Regions from separate parts of the Sus scrofa genome. Here region 1 is linked to region 2. The links are chromatin contacts, called in public HiChIP or PLAC-seq maps. All regions are on one chromosome and are shown on one strand. The core of a region is the stretch at or near the end of the contact, and the rest is flanking DNA. Distances in the headings are between cores, read along the strand shown. Region 1 holds the start of HCK (tyrosine-protein kinase HCK). Region 2 holds the start of FOXS1 (forkhead box protein S1).

The links. HiChIP or PLAC-seq counts read pairs in DNA pulled down with a chosen protein or histone mark.
Region 1: a contact with region 2 is called in an H3K27ac HiChIP or PLAC-seq map of alveolar macrophages. The contact joins the promoter of HCK here to the promoter of FOXS1 in region 2. A contact is called at or near these places in 2 of 5 promoter capture datasets (fetal skeletal muscle and liver) and 1 of 2 datasets of contacts at active chromatin or transcription factors (alveolar macrophages).

The regions. Positions count from the first base shown.
Region 1 is chr17:35,707,222-35,710,418 of Sscrofa11.1, reverse strand. It overlaps HCK (tyrosine-protein kinase HCK), which reads right to left and starts at 1,870. Exons shown (of 13, transcript XM_021078145.1): 1 at 1,775-1,870.
Region 2 is chr17:35,535,804-35,539,061 of Sscrofa11.1, reverse strand. FOXS1 (forkhead box protein S1) reads left to right here and starts at 1,444. Exons shown (of 9, transcript XM_021077448.1): 1 at 1,444-1,901.

The sequences.
Region 1 (3,197 bases), core at 621-3,120, 170 kb before region 2:
CTGTGGTCTGTCCAGGGGATTTTGGGGTTTAACCTAGACTGCTGGGGATCAGGGCCCAGCGTGGGAGGAGGAGCAAGCTCAGCGAGCAGACCCAGCTGCAGCCTTGCCTGGGTGTGGCTCACACGTCACGCCTACGGCCAGCTGTCCCCTTCCCCACTATGGCTGCCAACCCGCCGTGACTGTGACCATCATCCACCCCAACCAGGAATCGTAAGGGTCTTCCCCTCCCCGGGCTCTGTGAAGACTTTTTTTTTTTTTTTTTTTTTTTTTTCCTTTTGCAGAAAGGGAAGCTGGACCGCCCAGAGAAGTGGCGGCTCAGGCTTAAAGTCACTCTCGAGCCTTCCCAGGTTCTCAGCCAGGCAGTTCTGCTATTTATCTGGGCATCCTCCCGGAGGGTTCGGTCCCCCCATCCGGCCACCTGTCATCCGCTTCCCCGACGGTCCCTTCCAGCTGCAGCCCAACCTTCCCCGCTCTCCACCCTGGGCTCCCTCCGCAGCCCGAAGACCGTCAGGCCAAGGTGACGAGCTGATGTCGCCCGATCCTGGGTCCGAGAAACTCACCTGGGCGCCCGTTCCTCCTCCGGTGGGCAGCCCGGGTCCTCGCAACTGGAGCGACCCCCCAGCTCGGCAGATCCCGGGGTGCCCGGGCGCCGGTGCCGCAGGGAAGAGAGAGTGACTTTGGAGAAGAGGCTGGGGCTGCGCTCCGAGGTGTTTCGGTGCGTTGTTTTTTGGGGGCCCCTCTTGGCTGAGCTGTCTGCGTCCCTCCCAATCGCCCAGAGTTGCGCCCGGGCTAGGACCTGGGACGCCTTGGCGCCCACAGACCATCTGGGCGCTTTAGCCGCGCCCGGAGTGGTGCTAACCCCGCCCCCGAGTATCCTAAACCCGCCCCCGAAGATTCTAACCCGACCCGGGTTATTCTAATCTCCGTCCCCACCTCCCCAAAATCCTAATCCCACCAAGTAGGAAATTATTTTTAAACCCCGCCCATCCAAAACTTCTAACCCTGTCCCCAAGAATCCTAACCTCCTTCCAGAAGGATAACCCCGCCTCCAAGAATTTTAACCGGTCTCTCAAAGGTCATAACCCCCAGATAACCTAATGCCTTCTCTAATGTATTCGAATTCCATCTCCCAAAGCCCTAACCCCGTCCCAAAGGATTCTAAACCCCGCCCTCCCCAGAACCCCAACACCCCATCTCCTCCCAAGGTCTTAATTCTGCCCTGAAGGATTTTGATTCTCACAGCGGAAGGAATTTTAACCTCGCCTACGGGAGGTTTCTAGTTCTGCCCCCAGGATTTTAATCCCGGCCAACCAAAGGCTTCTAAAAAAGATTCTAACCCAGGCCTCAAGATTTATGACCCTAATCCTAAAGATTCTAATCTCTCTCTTAGGTGATCCTAACCTGTTCCCACAGGATTTTTTTTTTTTTTTTTTCTTTTTAGGGCCGCACCCCGCGGCACATGGAAGTTCCCAGGCTAGGGGTCAAATCGGAGCTACAGCTGTCGACCTACGCCACAGCCAAAGCAACTCGGGATCCGAGCCTCGTCTGCGACCTATACCACAGCTGACCGTAATGCTGGATCCTTAATCCACAGAGCGAGGCCAGAGATCGAACCCCTATCGTCATGATACTAATCGGTTCTTAACCCGCTGGGCTACATCAGGAACTCCCTCACAGGATTTTAATACCCTTTAAACGCCCGACCCCCCCCTTCCAGATTCTCATCGACCCATTCAAAGATTCCATTCCTGACCTCCAGGATTTCTGATCCCACCTATTAAAGGATTCTAAACCGATTCCGGAGGATCTTCACCCCACTGTCGTCATTCGTACAGGATTCTAAATCCACTCCCCCTCCTCCAAGCATTTCGACCTGTTTCCCCACCATTCCAAACCCCTCCTTCTAGCCCAGGCCCCTCCCCCAGGCCGGGTCCTAAGCCTTCCCATCCCTTCTGTGGTCTGCGGTTTCCGCTCTGCAGGCCCCTCGCTATTCAAATCCATGCAAAGTGCCCTGCCCGCAGGAACCAGCCTAGCTCACTCCTTGTCGGTTTCCGGGTAGCTCAGAGGAGTTCCAAAACTGAGTGACGGCAAGTGGAGGCCGCACATGAAAGAGATGTGCCCAGCGCCAGGCAAGGGCACAGCATATCTCCACCTGGAAAGAGAAGGATTCTCACCCAAAATTCTGCTGAACACACCTCCAGAATCCTACTGCGTCTCTGTAGTCCCACTGCTCCTAGCCAGTTCAGGCCACCTTCATCTCTCATTCATTCATTCAGCAATACTGTGCTGGGCTCTGGGCTACACAGGGCTTCTCAACCATGGCACTGGTGACCTTTAGGTCCTGAAATTCTTTGTCTTGGGGGCTGTCCTGTGCATAGTAGGATATTGAAAAGAATTCCTGAATTTCATCCACTAGATGTTAGTAGCAAACCCTCTTCCCCATTCGTGACAGCTAAAAATGTATCCAGACATAACCAAATATCTGAGGAGGGGTGGGAAGGGAGAACAGAAACTTGAATGAGAAAGATAATAACCCTGTTCTTATGTGTTTGGTGTGTGTACCTAAATACATGCCTGCACTTTTAAAAAGCAGATAATGTTTTGATTGTGTGCTTGATTTACTTGGGTGGTAGGTATTCAGTTTTGCCTTTTTTCCCCACTCTATCACTCGATACTGTTACTATCTAGCTATGCTGCCAAAGGTAGTTGTCTACATCCTCCATAGTCTATGTATCCATTCCCCTAGTCATGGATGCCCAGACGGCACACTACTTCACAGTACCATAAACACAGCTGCAATGGACCGCCTCATACGTGTCTCCTTATGAACCCATGTGAGAATTTCATAAAGAATTGCTTGACCAAGAATGCTTACGTAATGGCTGCTGCCTGGATTCCTCTCCCACCACTTCCCCATATCTTTTTTTTTTTTTCCCCTGCTTTTTAGGGCTGCACCCACCACATATGGTGGTTCCCAGGCTAGGTGTCCAATCAGAGCTGCAGCTGCCAGCCTACGCCACAGCCACAGCAACTCAGAATCTGAGTCGCTGTCTGGGATCTACACCACAGTTTATGGCAACGCCGGATCTTTATCCCACTGAGCAAGGCCAGGGATGGAACCTGCGTCCTCATGGATACTAGTCAGATTGTTTCCACTGAGCCACAGTGGTCACTTCCCCATATCTTGATTGACCCTT
Region 2 (3,258 bases), core at 195-2,694:
TATCATCCATAGAACAAAGGAAAACACGTTGATCTGATGTTCCAGGTACTTCGTGGTGCTCCCCCACTTCCATCTTTGCTTTCACAACACTCTGACTCAACAACAGCCATAATAATACTACTCATTTATTGAGCACCCACGATGGGCCAAGCAAAGTGCTAGGCATTTTCCCTGCATCTCATTGAACCCTCAAGCCACCCTATGAAGTAGGCGTTGCTGTTTAACAGAGGGAGAAACTGAGGTCGGTGCCCCAGGTGGTCAGCCAGCAAGTGATGGGGCTGGGATTTGCATCTAGGCAGCCTGGCTGTGGACCCATCCTCCTCATAACTATGACGCTGCTCCGCAAAAAAAATGAAGAGATTGCCTGACACAGTCAAGCCCCCTGCTTAGATGTAATTCTTATTCTTGCATTGAATCGTATGAGATCCTTTGTGCCCCACTGGAGCCCTACGGTTCTTTGTTTGAATCCTGGCGTGACTGCAGAAGTGTCAGAACTGGGTGGCTGCTGCCACATGAGGACAGAGAGTGGGGAGCATGAAGTCCCCTGACAAGTACACATGAGGGACGGTGCTCTCAGCCTCTGGTCAAGGTCGCCGGCCTCCAGCTCTGTGCTTGCTGCAGTGAGCGGTGGTTTCTCTCAGAGCTTCGGTTTCCCCAGGTACACAGCAGGGGGTGGGGGCATCGGAGTCACCTGACCTCTTTCATATCACGACCTCCCTCTGACAATTTAATGAATGATATAAACCCCAGAAAAATGCATAGGGATGAAAAAATTGCATCCACTTTTGGGAGAGGGGGGTCACAGACCTCAGGAGGAACCCATGAACTCCAGGTGCAGCTGTTGGGAGGCAGTGAGGAGGGGAGGCACTGTGTGGGCTCCTGGGCTCTGGGAACAGAGTCACAGGTTCAGATCCTGGCTACCCCCTGCACTAGCTCTGTGACCTCAGTCTTCTCCACAATGAAATAATTATACTCATCTCACATGCTCTTGTGAGAACCAATTGAGACACCACAGGAGAGGCCCAGCACCCTGGCGAGTGGTCAGGAAAAGGGGACCCCCAATATTTAAAGAGATATTTCTCCAGGTGTGACCCAGGGGCCACCTGGATCAGAATCCCATCGGGGAACTTGTTAAAAATGCACGTTCCTGGGCTACTTGCACAGAAAATCTGATTCTGCAGGTCTGGGATGGAGTGTGCATTTTAAACCAGTCTCTGCCTCCCAGTTATGCTGGGAGTTAGCTTGAGAAGCACTGTGCCTTTGCAACCTGCACGGTCCAGATCCTGGAAAGAGTCTGACTTTCTGAGAGGTTGGAAAGAGCAGAAAACAGGTGCAGGGGTGGCGCCAGGGATGCCTTTGGGTGCCGGTCGTCGCCCCTCCCACTCCGGGACGGGCAGAACCTTGGCTACCCCATCCCGAGCCACGCAGTGGATCTTGGCGTCCCATGGGGCCGCTAGCTGTCCCCTACGCTAGGTCCGACTCCCTCCAGGCCGGGCGACACGGGGAGGGGCAAAAGAGCCTCGGGGGAGTAGAAAGGAAAGCGAAACTGCCCGCGAGACTTTCGCTTTCGCCGCCTCCGGGCGCCATCCAGGTGGCCCGGCACTCCCCGGTCGCGCTGGAGTGCAGCCGCTGCGCGCCCCTGAACCGACCCCTGGCGCACCGCGTCCCCAGTGGCCGGCGACCTCTGGCGGAGGGACGAAGGGACGGTCCCAGACAGCAGGCCACCCATGGCGGGGGCCGGGGGTCCCCTGCGCCTTCGCGATTGGCTGGTGGCACAGATCGAGAGTGGGCGCTACCCAGGGCTGCGCTGGGAGGACGCGGGCAAGACCCTCTTCCGCATCCCCTGGAAGCACGCAGCCAAGTAGGGCTACCAGGCGCAGCAGGACGCCGCGCTCTTCAGGGTAAGCGGGCGGCAGCGCGGCCCGGGAGGGCTCTGCAAGTGCGTGGTCGCAGCGCCGGGACGGACCGTGCGCTGGTCACCTGGGACCACTCGCGCAGCCTTTAAGCTCAGTTGTCTCTAGGTTGAGAGTGGCATTCTCTCTCGGGATGGGAGACCCTCCCACAGCTTCTTAAAACAGAATCTGCCCAGGGCTGCAAGTCCTGAACCTTCCCCACCCCTCAGGGGACTTCTCCTCCCTCCCCACCGGGAAATGAGACGCCGCTGATGGGAATTCCCTCCGCTTCCAACCCCCAAACGGCCAACCCCAGAGGCTTGGGGACATTTTCTGTGCTTCCCCAGCACCAGCCCATCTCATTCTCTAGGGATGACCTCCCTTTCCTCAGTCACCGCTAACTTCCTCCAAACTGGCTCTTTCCCATGCAGATTTTAAATTCTGGAATCTCCCCCAAGCCCAATTAGTAACCACCCCGCATACCAGGCCACCCGCTACCATCCCAAACAACCAGAGCCACCTCCTGCTCCTGCTTCTCTGGCCTCCCCTCCCCTTTCACAGGGTAGAGCACCCAGAAAGGGTCTTGTGATCATCAGCTACCTCGCTCCCTCACTCATAGCGCCCCAGTTCCTCCGACCTCTGCAGTCTGGTTTCTCTCCCTCCTCCTAATGTCTCTAATTGCCAAATCCAGGGGTGCTATCACAGTCATATTCTTGGACCTCCGGGTGGGCCTCAGTGGGATAGACCCTCCCTTCTCCTTGAAACACTAATAACTTGATTTCCAGAATCTCAGGGTCCCCACGCCGCCCCACTCCTGACCTATTTTCCCCCTACCTTCCTGGCGCCTGCTTCTCAGCTTCCATCTCCGCCCTCCTCTTTTGGGGCTCTCAGCATTCCCTCCGGGACCTCCTTCCTCTGGTCCCACTGCCTCCTTTCACAGCCTCAGCCTGGAGCCCAGCCATTCCCAGCCTCCCCTCCAAGCCCCAAATCTGTTAGTCTAGCAGCCCCAGACGACTCAAACTCAGCATGTCCTCAGTGCTACACTCAGCAGCTCCCCCCTAAAAAAGTCTGTGTTTCCCAAAATGGAAGATGGCATGGATCACCATGCAGACCCCTGATTCAGGCACCCAAACCCTGGCCACTCCCCTCTCTTCCAATCTCCTTCTAATCCGTCTCCAAGGCCTGCTGGCTCTTCCTGCAGAACTGCTCTTCTGTCCATTTACTTGGACCCATTCCCACCATCTCTCACCAGGACAACTGCGTTCCCTGCTTCCCCTGTGCGTCAGCTCTTCCCTCTGTCCCCCAGAGGAATCTTTGTCAATGTAAATCTTGTCTTGGCCCAGCCCTTACTCACACTCCTTCCATG